5 separate regions of the Mus musculus genome follow, and all the other regions are linked to region 5. A link is a contact called in public ChIA-PET data. All regions are on one chromosome and are shown on one strand. Each heading gives the region's core, a stretch centred on a gene start, on an enhancer-like site or on the middle of the called end of the contact. The rest is flanking DNA. Distances are from core to core; before and after follow the strand shown.

Region 1 (2,732 bases), core at 169-2,668, 560 kb before region 5:
AGAGGCACGTCCCAGCTTCTCGCCCTAGCTCAGCTCACAGCGCTCTTCTTCCCAGCTTCCCTTTCACCATCTCTGGAGCTCGCAGGAGCACGGGGTGACCCTCGTTCCTCATGATACTAGCCCCCACCCATACAGAGGGACTCTCTGGCCACTCCTCACTGCTGCCCAGCCCCTTCAGCCTGGTGACCATTGTTCTTCATCTCTTGGGCTCCTAAGACCAGCCATGTGTCTCCCCAACAGGCCCTGCCAAACCCTGTTCACATTCCTTACCCCTGGTGTGCTCCTGGCTCTGGAAGGCCGCTGTCCCAGCAGACTGTCAGTCCAGTCACACTTACCCGGCCACCTTGTTCTTTGTGAGAGCTTCCAGGGATTTTGCTGGGCGCTTCCAGTGGCTGGCATCAGAGGTGAAGCCACTGTGTTACAGAGGAAGCCCCTCTGCCCCTATGCTACTGTTTCTGGGAATTATTCGCCTCCTCTCCTCTCCCCTTTACAGGGGGCTGCTCTGCAGGAGGGATAGAGAATGCATGTCTGTCCCGCCAGGCCCTTTGATCTGGGACTGAGGCCTTCCAACTATGTGACCTCTAACCTGCAGTCTGCCCCTCTGTAAGCTTCACGCCCCCTGGATGCACTAAGAATTGCTCTTGTTCGTTCCTGGTCCAGACACAAAATGAGGAGATGGTTATTTAAAGAGAATTCCTATTTATTTGACACAAAATGTCCAGTTAATATATTAATGTGAAATAAACCCTGTTTGCACCTTGATTTGTTTGCTACAACTGTGAAATAGTAAAAACGAAGTGACTGGAGGTTCTCTGACTCTTGTGTGGTGACCAGGGTGAGGTCTTCCGGAGGAGGGGCTGCGGGCTGCTGGGGGCGGGGCTAGAAGGCCGGTTTCCGTCTCAGTGCGAGTGGTTGGTTCTCAACCTTCCCACAGAGCCCCCACGCCCCTGCACCTGCCTGGGATGGTGTCTGTGCCACCCACTGCCAGCGGGGGCCAGGACGAGGCCTGTGTCCCATCTGCTCCTCCCGCTCCCCTCCTGAGCACAGGCGTGCCAGGACTTCTACGAGGGAGGGTCGCTGGGCTGGCTACCACAGTGTGTGCCTTCATGCCACCTTACCCAGGAAAGAAGACGGTGGAATATGGCAGTCCTTAAGCCGGACCTGCACCCCACTCACAGTGAGCCAGAGAGCTGTGGGAGATCCCAGATCAAAATGCTCCCACGCACAGAGACTGCTCCGAGGCCTCATCTCCTCTCCTCCCCATCTCTGGCTAACACAAAGTAGTTCTGTCCCTTGCCTGGAATGTCACCTGTGGGGTGGAGCAGGCTGAGCAATTGGCTGAGGAACGCCTCTTGCCTCTAGCCTCTCTGGAGCCACCGCCCTGAGCCTGCCCCACCCTGCCCCAGATCTGGGGCCCATTCAGAAAACCTTAGGGTGAGAACACCACAGGTCTCCGGTGGGCGGGTGGGTTCCCCGGTCCAGGCATAGTTGAAGCAGGCAGCGGCCTTAGCCTGGCCTTACCCGTTGCCAGGAGCTCTGGACTCTCCCCAGAGCCTCCGTGGGACGGTGGGTGGGGCTTGCCTGCCCACTGTGCCCACTTTCTCCTGGCTGAGGAAGATCTGGCGGGGATGAAGGCTGAAGGGTGTTGCTGGGAGCTTGGAGAAGGCCCCACCAAGGCAGTGACACCCTGACCCTTCCTTTCCTCCACCCTCCCCAGCAGAGTGTAGCCCGGGGGCCCTTTGCATCACCCTGCGGCTTCCTTGTTTCCACCCGGCCGCAGCCAGGGGGTGGCAGAGTGAAGGGCAGAGCCAACCACCATGGCGACACACCTTTCCCACCCCCAGCGGCGTCCACTCTTGCGCCAGGCCATCAAGATAAGGCGCCGCAGGGTCAGAGACCTGCAGGATCCACCACCCCAAGCCACCCAGGAGGTAGGAGTGACTGCAGGAAGGGGCAAGAGCCAGCCCGGGGGTGCTCAGTAGTAGTGGGGCTTGGATGTGGGAGGCAGGCCCCCACCCGCTTGCCCTCTACGGCCCTGGGGGTACTTGTGGGTGGGCAGAGGGGTCCACCAAGTATCCTCAGAGCCACGGTGGGTTTCTCCAGTCCCTTCTTTTTGGTGGGCTTGTACTCCAGGCCCACCCTGTTCCTATAGCTTTGAAGGTTCCAGCCCCACGAAACAGTTATCTCCAATGACAGTGGGCTACCTGGGGGTCCCCTCTGAGCTAGCAAAGACATGCCTGCCATCTCCCCCAACTCACCCACTTCTGCTGCTAGGCCTCACTTCCGCTGCTGGGGTGAGGAGCCGGTGGCCGTCTGATAAGCACTGCTGTTTCCTCTGGGGAAGGAGAGGGGGGCAGGTGCTAAACAGCCCACAGCTGGGCCTGAACACTCATGGACCTCAGGCATGGCGGGCCAGGGCATGGGCAAGATGGGCCAGGGGTCAGCCCTTCAGAGAGCCTTATGTTGGAACAGGTGAGGGACATGGTCGGCCCAGAGGCCGAGGTGCTGGGGTTCCACTGTCTTAGGCATGGCCCTTCCTGGCTGGCTGGAGAGGCCTCCAGGGACGCCGTGTCTTTCTACCTTGCTCCTAGGTCCAGGTTCAGTCCCACCATTTCTCCCCAGAGGAGGTAAGAGGAGATGTTGGGAGAGTGTGGGGGATGATGGAGGAGGCCCCTCAGCCCCCAGAGTCTGAGGATGCAGCAGCCTGGTAGAGAACACGCTGTGTCTCAACC
Region 2 (2,700 bases), core at 58-2,557, 790 kb before region 5:
CTGATTGGCTCAGACTAGGCGTTGTCCGTTGCTGATTGGCTCAGATTGGATGAGTAAGGCGTGTGGCCTTTGAGGACTAGAGTTGACTGTTGGAGTCGGGGCAGGAGGAGAGAGAGACAGAAGCAGAACTGAGCAGGACAGGGAGGTTGAGCAGAGAGAACGCCAGGGACTCGTAGCAGGGAAGTCGCGTTGAGTCTGGAGGGTTAGCTGAGGGACTGCCCCAGCAAACAGGCAAACAGCCTTATACTATACAGATGTCTCTGTGTCTCTGTTATTAAACCCACGTGGGATCCCACAAGTTCTGAAGTATCCATTGTAAGCCACTCTGTGTGGAATCCAGTCTCCAGACTTGAACCGTTAAGATATGATCTGCAAAAACAAATTTGTCTCCTCAGTCAGCGCTTTTATCCTAAATTAGGGTTTAGCTAACTGGAAAGATGGCTCAGCAGTTAAGAGCTCTTTCTTACTCTTCCAGGAAGCCTGAGTTAGGGTTAGGGTTCCCAGAACCCACATGACAGACAGCTCACTACTGTAATGTCAGCTCCAGAGGGATCAGATAACCTTCTGGTCTTCCAGGGCACCTGGCATGCAAGTGACGGCACAGACATACATACCCATGGGCGAAACATCTATCTATACACCATGTTAAAATCCACAAATAAATCATGAGCTGGTGAAATAGCTCAGCAGGTTAAGGCATTTGCCACAAAACCTGGCACCCGAATTCAATCCCTCTGGGTCCTACACATGGGAGGGAGAGAACTGTAAACCCTATATACCACTCCGTGCCAGCCTCCACCTCCTGCCTTCCGCCACCGCCCTGCTTTTTCTTGGGTGAGCTGGGTTTGGCAGAGCACACCTTTCTTTAATCCAGCCCACGGTAGGCAGAAGTCAGCCTGGTCTACATAACCTATTCCAGAGCAGCCAAAACGATCTAAAAAAAATTCAGGTATAATGTTGGTTTGCTTGATTTTTGGTTTGGAGACCAAGTCTGACTCTGTAGCCTAGGCTAGCCTGGAATTTACTATGTGATCCAAACTGGCTTCGAACTCGTGAATGGCCTCCTGCTTCAGTCTCCCAGCAAGGGGCTGTCTTTCAAAGGAGCGAGCAAACCAGCCTCTGGCTACGAGGAAAGACCCACGTATGCCTCAGGTGAGCGGCTCTTCCAGCCACATTCAAGATGGCGTCGACCCGCAGCCCGCTCGCGAGCTCCGGCAGGAACACACTTCCGCCTGCCACTCCCAACATGGCGCCCCCGAAAGCGTCCGGGGGCGGGGCCGAGGGAGGAAGTGGGCGTGACAGGGACGGAAGCCGAGCAGGGTTTGGAGCTAAAACAGCGGGGAGTGGGGACAGCGCTGTCCGCTGCTATGATTCCCCCGCAGGAGGCTTCCGCCCGGCGGCGGGAGATCGAGGACAAACTGAAGCAGGTGACGCTGGGGAGAAAGTGAAGGAAAGGCGCTCAGGGGCATCGAACCGGGGTGGAAGGGGAGATAGGGTTAGGCGTAGGCCGTGGTGCTGGGTGCTGGGTGCTGGTGGTCGCCTTTCACCATCGGCTTGTGGTGATGTCCTCCTCTCTGCCCCTCGCAGGAGGAGGAGACGCTGTCGTTTATCCGAGACAGCCTGGAGAAGAGCGACCAGCTCACTAGGAACATGGTGAGTAGCCTTTCAGCTGGGAGGCTGCCGCCAGGCTCCTGAGCCCCAGAGGAGGGGCGTGTGATGGACGTGTCCTGCGCCTGTCCAGGGACTCCAGCGTGGGTAGTAAACAGTGGGCATATCTTGCAGCGATGGGTATCTCTGCACCCCAGTTTCCACCCCATCACCGAGGAAACCGCTGCCCTATACCTGTTACTGTCTGTCCTTCTGCAAACATTTCGTGATATCCTGTACATGGCCTGGTACTGGCCCCGTGTCATTGTCAAATTCAAGCGAGGCGAGGCAGCGAAGTCACAGGGGCTTTGGAAGCAAAACCATCTCAGAGAGTTAATGCGTCTTAGATCTACCCAATGTCCTACAGCTTACTATGTGGTTCCTGGTGGTAGGCCTTGAGTTATGGTTAATTTACCTGGTAAAGCAGACAATGTCAGCCTCCCAGTGTGTCCGTGGAGGAAGTCTATGCATGCTTCCCAGTGTCTGGTATACAGTAAGATGCTTTAAAAGTGCTTGCATTTGTATTTACACAGTAATAAAATACTTGTTGAATGAGATTTGCCCTTAGGGAAAGAGGTTGGCTGTTTGTTTGAGGTAACAGTAATATATTTGCAACTATTTTGGAGGAAGCTACTTTCTGTTCAGTCTAGGAAAACTTCAGAGAGAACAGAAATTGAGATTTGACTTTCAAGGGTAGAAAGGAATCTATCCTGAGGTGATTGAAAAAAAAAATTTATTATGTATAGTGTTCTGGTTGTATGTATGGCCATATGCCAGAAGAGGGCACTAGATCTCATTATAGATGGTTGTGGTTGAGCCGCTATGTGGTGCTGGGAATTGAACTCAGGACTTCCGAAGAGCAGCCAGTGTTCTTAACTGCTGAGCTGGCTCTCCAGCCTGATTATCTCTTTTTGCAAATAAGCAAATTTATTTTATGTGCATGAGTGTTTGCATGTGTGTATGTGTCCCACAAATGAGCAGTGCCTGCAGAGGTCAGAAGAGGCTGTCATATCCTGTGGAATTGGAGTTACAGGCAGTCAGTTGTAAGCTGGC
Region 3 (2,744 bases), core at 135-2,634, 760 kb before region 5:
AGAAACTCTAAGACACCATTTATTTGTATTTTTAGCTGCACCCTGGGATTGCAGGCCTCCGTTCCTCTCCCCTCCCCCTTTCCTCATGGCAACTGACTTGGCCTCAGTTCTTGGGGTCTGTGAACTCAGTCAGAGAGCAGCTTCCCAATAAACCACCTTTAGTATAATCTTTGAAAAAAAAAGAGGTGGGGGCTGGAGAGATGGCTCAGTGGTTAAGAGCACTGACTGCTCTTCCAAAGGTCCTGAGTTCAAGTCCCAGCAACCACAGGGTAGCTCACAACCATTTGTTATGAGATCTGTGTGTGAAGACAGCTACAGTGTACTTAGATATAATAATAAATAAATAAAAATCTTTTTTAAAAAGTTTATATAGCAAGTTCTTTTTCCTGCTGGGCCATCTCCATGGCTTATTGTTTAGGTGTGTGTGTGTGCAGGCCCATGCTTCACAGCTCAGTATGTGAGTGTAATTCGGAGGACCACTTTTTGAGGTTAGTTTTTGCCTCCCACCTTCTGAAAGCAGTTTGTCTAATTTTTTGTTTTCAAAAGCCTTAACCTTTATTTTTATTTTGTTTTATGTATATGAACATTCTGTCTACACGTATGTCTGTGTACATGTGTTTTGTAGACTACGAAGCCAGAAGAGGGTTGGATCCCTGGGACTGGAATTCTAGATGGTTTTGAGCCACCATTCTCGTGCTAAAAATTAAACCCAGATCATCTTGATAGAGCAACCAGTGTTCTTAACCACTGAGCCATCTGCCCAGGCCCAGTCTTCCTTGATATTTTTGCTGGAGAACTAGTACTCCACACTAGCTGATCTCTGAACTCCGATGGGGGGAAGGGTTGGAGTCATACATTTTTTTGCAACCTCCTTTAGTAACACAAAAGGGTAGACTGAGTTACGCGGCCAGCTTCTTTTCACCTGCCGTGATTGGCACAAGACTGAGACTCCTGGTGTACTCGCCCGCAAAGATTAATAAAAGTCATACTTGGATGGTCACATGATCTAGAGGAGGCCACGGGTCTCAAGCTCCTATTGGGGACACTGCCTTCTGACCGAGGCCTCTTCGTGTGTGTGTGTGTGTGTGTGTCTGTGTGTGTGTGTGTTTTAAATAAGGTCTAACTGTGCAACCCAGACTGACCTCAACTCGAGGCAATCCTCCAGCCTCAGCCTCCTCGGTATTGGGATTAAAGGCGTACACTACCATTCTCTGGGTGCAAGGATGCATGAGGTGGGCATCTTTCTCGGGTCCTCCTATCCTTGGTAGATTTGAAGCGAGGCTAATCCTTAGAAATGCGGAGACCCAGCAACAGCCACGAATTCAACCCAGGAGGCGCAGGCGCACACCAACACACCACAGAGGCCCAAGACATCCGCGGTCTGCGGCGGAGTCCGTCAGTGTACCATCGGCCCAGCCTGGAAAGTGCCGCTCTCTCTCGCCGCTGGTCGTCTCGCCTGCTCCGTTCCATCGTGCTTTGCGGCTCAGGGGCAAGATGGCTGCTGAGAAGCAGATCCCGGGTGGTGGTAGTGGTGGTGGTGGAAGCGGCAGCGGCGGCGGCGGCGGAGGGAGCGGTGGCGGACGCAGTGCCGGAGGAGACGAGAATAAAGAAAACGAACGCCCTTCAGCCGGATCGAAGGCAAACAAAGAGTTCGGGGACAGCCTGAGTTTGGAGAGTATCCTCGAGCGGTGGCCTAACTCGCAATGACTACGTGTCGCTCGGAGGGCTGGGGGCGGGCGAGGCGGCGGGGGCCAGCACCGGGCTGCGGAGCCGAGGTGCGCCGCTGCCTCCTGCCCTTCACTTTCGGCATTCCCGTGTGCATGGTTTGCCTCTCGTCCTGGCTTTCCGGAGCTTGTTTTTGCAAGGGGTATAGAGATGGTAGGCAGGGTTCCCTCTGTGCCCCTCAGATGTCCAGTTGGAGGGCTGAGCCGGGGTTGACACCCTGCCCACCCCACAGAGCTCCTGGTCGGTACCTTGAGCCACCGGACTGTGGAGGGGAAACTGCAGCCTTGACATTTCAGCGTGGAGCTGTTGTCGGACAGCTGTCGAACCCTGGGTCATAAAACAGCGAGATGCTTTGAAAATGGAGGGAGAGTGCTCTCCAGGAAAGCTGCTGCTTACCTGTTTTGAATAGTAGTTACTTTAGTTTGTTAATATCATGTGTATAGTTTTTTGTTTTTTCAAAAGTAGGTCTGTAAGGCATTTTATCTTGTTGGACTCTTCTCGAAGAACTGTAGGAGTTACTTTTTTTTTTTTTTTTTTGAGTGTCCAAGTCCGCATGGGTATGGGTGTAGGTGTAAGCGCTGGTGCTGTGTCTGCAGGTCACAGGTCAACGTCTTCCTAATTCTCTACCTTTGAGACTGGGTCTCCCTCCAAAAGTGCAGCTCACTACTTGGAATAGACTGTATGGCCAGTGGGCTCCAGGGATCTTTCTGTCTCTTGCCATCCCAGCTGTGGGATTACGTGTGCAAACAACAGTATGGCCTTTTTACGTGGGTTCTGGGGAGATCCCAACATGACCTCATGCTTGCTAACAGCAAGTCCTTTACCAGCTGAGCAGTCTTCCCAACCCTCAGGAAACATTTTCTGGTTTGTATTAGCTTATATATCATTTGTGTGGTTCTAATAGCATGTGGCTTTTTTTTTTTAACGTGTTATTTTAAATACTTTTAAATGTTGCTTTATCTTATTTTATGTGTGTGTTTGCCTGCATGTTTGTGTATCACATGTGTGCCTGGTGCCCA
Region 4 (2,718 bases), core at 205-2,704, 620 kb before region 5:
TCACATGCTGCCCATCTCCTCATAGCTACCAGCTGGCCCAGAGGACCTTCCGCACTTTTGATTTCTACAAGAGACACCAGGAAGCCATGACTCCAGCCGGTCTGGCTTTTTTCCAGTGCCGCTGGGATGACTCTGTCACCCACACCTTCCACCAGCTTCTAGGTAAGGGCTTAGTGGTCAGGCAGGCCTGGGGATAAAGACCTTTCCTGCCATGCCAGGAGATGGCCTTTGAAAGCCAGGGTGAGCCGGGCGGTGGTGGCGCATGCCTTTAATCCCAGCACTCGGGAGGCAGAGGCAGGCGGATTTCTGAGTTCCAGGACAGCCAGGGATACACAGAGAAACCCTGTCTCGAAAAACCCAAAAAAGTCCCTGGCAGAACTCCAGCCTCACAGGCAAGGAAGGAGGCCCAGGTCAGCAGAAGTCCACCACTCTCCCCTTACTTTTCTTGCAGACATGCGGGAACCTGTGTTTGAATTTGTACGGCCACCCCCTTACCACCCCAAACAGAAGCGCTTCCCCCACGAGCAGCCCCTACGCTATCTGGACCGATACAGGGACAGTCATGAGCCCACCTATGGAATCTACTGAGAGACTCAGTACATTCATCTCCGAGGGGGAACTGTCGCAGCAGCTGGAAGGTCACACCTCCGGAGAGAGCCATCTGAAGCCAACTGAGACAGTCCCATGCTGGCCTCTCCCAGGACACCCAGGGGCTTGTGGATGTGCCTCGATTCTATGTGAATAAAATACTTTTTTCCTGATGCCAATATGTCTTCACTTTCGGGCACCCAGACCCTTTTAGTGAAGCTTTAGTGCTCTGTGGGTGAGCAGAAGGTGCCCAGCAGCCCGGTAGCTGGGGGTACACATGAAAAGTGAACCTTTGCCCAGCCTGTGATCTTTGTGAAAGACAGCCCCGGGATCAGAACCTCCTCGAGGAGAAAGTCCTGCCCCTGTCAGACCTAGCAACAGATTGCTTGTTACCTTAGCATATTTCAGCCCCCACCAAGGCCTGGAGCCCCCACTGTGAGGCTAGAGGCCTAGAAACAAATCAGTTCTGCCTACTCCATTAGGAGTGATCTCTGATTCATACTGCCTTTGGGGACCCTGGAACTCCCATCTGCTCTGCTCAGCTGTAGAGGAGATGACAGTAGCCTGTCTTAGGGTTTTACTGCTGTGAACAGACACCATGCCCTGGGCCTTTAATCCCAGCACTCAGGAGGCAGAGACAGACGGATTTCTGAGTTCGAGGCCAGCCTGGTCTACAAAGTGAGTTCCAGGACAGCCAGGGCTACACAGAGAAACCCTGTCTCGAAACCCTCCCACCCACTCCTCCCCCCCAAAAAAGAGTCTAGGGAAGGAACACAAATAGTCAGGGTGGACCGGAGGGAGCCGCGCCCCAGCTCCCAGTGCGTCAGAAGGCGGGCAAGCAAGGGTGACTTGGATCCCTGCCAAGGAACGTTCTAGTGCACCAGGCTGCGCACTGCCGCGACTTCCTGGACTGTCTTCCCCAACGTAGTGCTCGCACTGGTAGCCTCGGCCCCTTTAAGAGATCTGAGCACTGGGCCTCGCTTCCGCCATGGCCGCTCAGTTGCTGGAGGAGGACGTGGTGACTTGCTCCATCTGCTTAGGTCGCTACCGGGACCCGGTGACGCTGCCCTGCGGGCACAGCTTCTGCGGGAACTGCATCCAGGATTCATGGCGTTCCTGCGAAAAGTCGTGTCCGGAATGTCGCCAGCCCTTCCCCGAGGGCGCCAAGCTGTCCCGCAACGTGAAGATGAGCACCTTGCTGCAGGCGCTGCCCGTTCTGCCGGCGCCGCCCGCCGTGACTCCGCGCCGGGACTCCGCCACAAGCCACAGCGCTCGCTGCCTGCGCCACGGGAGGCCGCTCGAGTTCTTCTGTCGCACGGAGGGCCTCTGCGTGTGCAGCGCGTGCACGGTGCACGACTGCAGCCACCACGAGCGGGCGCTGCTGGACGTGGAGCGCCGCGTGCGCGAGGTGCGGGAAGGGCCTCTCCGAGGGCCGAAACTGCTTGTGGCCAGGGCCAGGGGCTGCAGCAGGATCTGCGGGTTCCCATATGAACCCAGAGGGCACGTGCACCTGACTGCTGCACGCAGCTCTCCCCAGGTCCTCTGAATAAAGTAGAGCCAGAGTGTTAGGTCAGGGCTGGCAGCCCCATTCGCTAAGGTGGCCAGCATTCAGTAAGTGTGATTTCTGCCCTTCAGAGACTGAAGGATCTACTCAAGGGTCAGATAGAGTCTCAGCAAAACGTGAATGTAGAGTCAGCAGGGCCAGTCTGCATGGTGGTCGTGACTCTTCCTCTAGGGATGTGCAGTGCCTTTCCAAGCTGAGACAGGGTGATGATGTCATCAGATTTCTGCTTTCTGGAGTCTGAGCCCCAGCTGGGGTGTGGAGGGGGTAAGAGATGAGGGGTAAGAGGAAGGAGGTCTCAGCTGCAAAACAAAAGAAATGAGAAGTGAGTGGGAGCCCGGTGCCCAGTGGAGAGAGTAAGACGCAGGACAAGGGTTTCTTCGGGAGACCGGGCTGCTGTGTGCTGAGGTTGGGTAGAGAGTAGCTGGTTTGGGATATGCAGTGTGTGGGGTACACAGACAGGGGTGGGGGCACAGACATCTACTGAGAGCTGGGAAGAGATGCGGACAGTGAAGTGAAAGAAGTCGCTATGGTATCCCTAGAAGGAGTGGAAATTTGTTGGGCAGGGG
Region 5 (2,700 bases), core at 116-2,615:
GTGGGGGTGGGGTGGGGGGGGAGTTCTCTGTGTAACATCTTTGGCTGTCCTAGACTCTTCTGCCTCCTTAGTGCTGGGTTCAAAGGTGTAGACCACTGTGTGCCCCCCGCCCTTTTTGAGGCTAAGAAATCTTGCTTCTGCCTCCAGGGTGCTGGGATTAGGGGTGTGCAGCACCCCCACCTCGGACCTTAAAAAAAAAAAATTCCCTCTCCAACACGGTTTCTCTGTGTAACTCTGGCTAGCCTAGAACTCGGAGATCCACCTGCCTCTGACTCCTGAGTTGGTGCTGGGACTAAAGGATTAAAGGCATGTGCTACATCGCCTGGCAAAAGATTTACGTTGTGTACATGTGTGTGCCTGCATGTAACTGCCCAGGTCAGGGAACTGGAGCTACAGTTTGGAGCTGCCCTGTGAGTGCTGGCAACTGAACCTAGGTCCTCTGCAGTACTAGCATATGGCCTTAACACGACATCCCTTCTCTCTTTCCTGCTTTCCTTCTCTGCCTCCCCCTCATTTCTTTTTGACAGGGTCTCACTGTTTAGACCAGACTGGCTTGAAACTCAAAGTGATCCTCCTGCCTCAGTCTCCCAAGTTAAGGCATTGCAGGGAAGTGCCGACACATCCTGCTGAGGTAGCTTTCTATTTAGGTAGCTAGGTAGTGTGTATGTGTGTGTGTGTGTGTGTCTCAGTGCGTGGGTGCGTGGAGGTCAGAGGTTCAAGAGTTGGGTATCCGAAATAATCAAACTCAGAGCTGAAATCAACCAAGTAGAAACAAAAAGAACTATACAAAGAATCAACAAAACCAGGAACTGGTTCTTTGAGAAAATCAACAAGATAGATAAACCCCTGGCCAGACTAACTATAAGGGACAGAGACAGTATCCAAATTAATAAAATCAGAAATGAAGACATAATAACGAAGTATATCTTAAAATAATTATTCTGCTTGTTGAGTATTAACAGTTGAAAATATTAAAATCATGTTCTACAAAAAAAAAAAGAGAGTTGGGTCTCTTACACGTTGTGGGTCCTGGAGATTGAACACGGGTTGTCATGCTGGGTGGCAAGGGCTTTTCCTTATGAGCCACCTCGACAGCCCCTCAAGTAACTTTTTAAAGTGACCGTGAACACTTGAGCACCACCAGATTGTCGAGGGCGTGGAGGAGGGGAGACCACAGCGGCCTTTCTCTGTACAGGAAGGGGGCGGGGCTTAGGCCGAGCCGTCTCCCGCGCAGCCCGTCCTGACGCCGATCTATGATTAGCACTGTAGCTAACCAATAGAAATGAAGAGATCTTTTTAAATTGCCCAATGGCGGCATGTGGAGGGTGGGCCCTATTGGCTCTATAAAATGGGAGTCCGGCGAGCCCCGCGGCGGTAGAAGCTCGTGGAGCCCTGGTGGTTTAGCTTTTGGAGTCGTCTGCGCCTGTTGGTCCCAGTCCCCCTTGGCGTTTTCAGGGCCAGCCTACCTCGCCCCTTGGCGCCATGACCACTACCACTACCTTTAAGGGTGTGGACCCTAACAGCAGGAACAGCTCCCGGTAAGGCGACAGGGTAGGGCTCGAGCCCTCCAGGGCTTGTGGGGACCGCGGGGCGTTGGTGGTAACGGGCCGGGAGCACCGCGCTCGCGCCCGGGGGAGGGTGGCAGAGTAAGGAGTGGGCGCCGCTTTGTGCGGCAGGACTGCCTCGGCTTGTGGCCCCGCCCCAGTCGTCCCTTCTATTCATTTCTCCCCGGTAACGACAGCTGAGGGGGACTGTGGGTGGCGGCCCTTTGCCGTACGGCAGGTTGGAGTCGGTGAGAGTGTGCGGGAGGATCTTCTTTCAGCCACCCGCGGCGACACTGGTCGGGTCCAGGATGGTGGGCTTGGTCTCCCAGGAGCCCAAGGAGCCTGCAGGGCCCTGGGCCCATTGTCCCACATGAGGGCCATGCGCTCCCGCTTCTGGCTCGGGCGTGTGCTGGCCCCGGCCTTGGGCGCTGCGAGCAAATCTGAGCACTGATCCGGCTGGTCTGCAGGCTCTTTTCCTCGTGGTGGCCCGCCGGGGTGTCCGTGTCTGCGCAGCAGGTGCACCTCTGGTAGGGCGGGGCTGGTCATCCCCTCCCTCCACTTCCAGCCCTGGACAGGAGCTCTCTTATCAAAGTGCCTCCCTGCGCCTAACAAAGGAGAGATCGGGTCTCCTCCCCCTCCCCACGCCCACCTCCGAATGCGCGGGGCCGTGAGCCTGCTCAAATGGGTTTTCTGCGCTCAGGTCCTCGGACCTCTGCCCTTCCATGTCGCCTTCTTTACTTCTCCCATTGACTTTGGCCGAATGAGTTCACCCCAGAGCAGGCTTCTCTTGGAGGAGGAGGTTGTCTGTGCTTGGGCGGGGCTAGGGAGCCATCCATTGTCTCTCCAGTAGTATGTAGTATCCCTTCCTGGAAGCTGGGATCTTGCTTGTCCCCAGTACACTGCATTTTGGGAGGAGCTCTGTGACTGGACTGGGACCCGTTTCCTACCCCTCACTTAACTTGGTGAAGATATTTTGTTCAGCGGAGGGAGTCCATCTACATCGTCTCAGCTAGTGGCACACAGTCCCTTAAGTTGGCTTTCAGGCATCTCTTTGATCTTCCCAAAGGCTTGGTTCCATGTTCTCTGGCCATGTATTTTCCATTGATGATGACCCACAGTTGAGTGTGACCAAGCCTTGGGGTCCCGACCAAGTGGC

What was found. ChIA-PET counts read pairs in DNA pulled down with a chosen protein or histone mark.
Region 1: an RNA polymerase II ChIA-PET map of memory CD8 T cells shows a contact between it and region 5, with 22 read pairs. The contact joins the promoter of Unc13d here to the promoter of Jpt1 in region 5. A contact is called at or near these places in 1 of 39 promoter capture datasets (pre-B cells), 3 of 115 datasets of contacts at active chromatin or transcription factors (bone marrow-derived macrophages, memory CD8 T cells and pancreatic cancer cells) and 2 of 9 other capture datasets (liver and pancreatic islet).
Region 2: an RNA polymerase II ChIA-PET map of memory CD8 T cells shows a contact between it and region 5, with 11 read pairs. The contact joins the promoter of Exoc7 here to the promoter of Jpt1 in region 5. A contact is called at or near these places in 1 of 39 promoter capture datasets (liver) and 1 of 115 datasets of contacts at active chromatin or transcription factors (memory CD8 T cells).
Region 3: an RNA polymerase II ChIA-PET map of memory CD8 T cells shows a contact between it and region 5, with 9 read pairs. The contact joins the promoter of Srp68 here to the promoter of Jpt1 in region 5. A contact is called at or near these places in 2 of 115 datasets of contacts at active chromatin or transcription factors (bone marrow-derived macrophages and memory CD8 T cells).
Region 4: an RNA polymerase II ChIA-PET map of memory CD8 T cells shows a contact between it and region 5, with 16 read pairs. The contact joins the promoter of Trim65 here to the promoter of Jpt1 in region 5. A contact is called at or near these places in 2 of 39 promoter capture datasets (liver and pre-B cells), 2 of 115 datasets of contacts at active chromatin or transcription factors (memory CD8 T cells and pancreatic cancer cells) and 2 of 9 other capture datasets (embryonic stem cells and liver).

The regions. Positions count from the first base shown.
Region 1 is chr11:116,076,647-116,079,378 of GRCm38.p6, reverse strand. Unc13d (unc-13 homolog D) reads left to right here and starts at 1,418. Exons shown (of 33, transcript NM_001009573.2): 1 at 1,418-1,434; 2 at 1,718-1,931; 3 at 2,592-2,627. The coding sequence starts at 1,818. It overlaps Wbp2 (WW domain binding protein 2), which reads left to right. Exons shown (of 8, transcript NM_016852.3): 8 at 1-808.
Region 2 is chr11:116,305,341-116,308,040 of GRCm38.p6, reverse strand. Exoc7 (exocyst complex component 7) reads left to right here and starts at 1,307. Exons shown (of 20, transcript NM_016857.4): 1 at 1,307-1,427; 2 at 1,588-1,653. The coding sequence starts at 1,368. It overlaps Gm26730 (a long non-coding RNA gene), which reads right to left and starts at 1,177. Exons shown (of 3, transcript XR_389166.1): 1 at 860-1,177; 2 at 1-369.
Region 3 is chr11:116,272,857-116,275,600 of GRCm38.p6, reverse strand. Srp68 (signal recognition particle 68) reads left to right here and starts at 1,384. Exons shown (of 16, transcript NM_146032.3): 1 at 1,384-1,675. The coding sequence starts at 1,495.
Region 4 is chr11:116,129,864-116,132,581 of GRCm38.p6, reverse strand. Trim65 (tripartite motif-containing 65) reads left to right here and starts at 1,454. Exons shown (of 6, transcript NM_178802.4): 1 at 1,454-1,996. The coding sequence starts at 1,577. Mrpl38 (mitochondrial ribosomal protein L38) reads left to right here. Exons shown (of 9, transcript NM_024177.3): 8 at 26-162; 9 at 452-765. The coding sequence ends at 588.
Region 5 is chr11:115,513,058-115,515,757 of GRCm38.p6, reverse strand. It overlaps Jpt1 (Jupiter microtubule associated homolog 1), which reads left to right and starts at 1,365. Exons shown (of 5, transcript NM_008258.2): 1 at 1,365-1,538. The coding sequence starts at 1,483.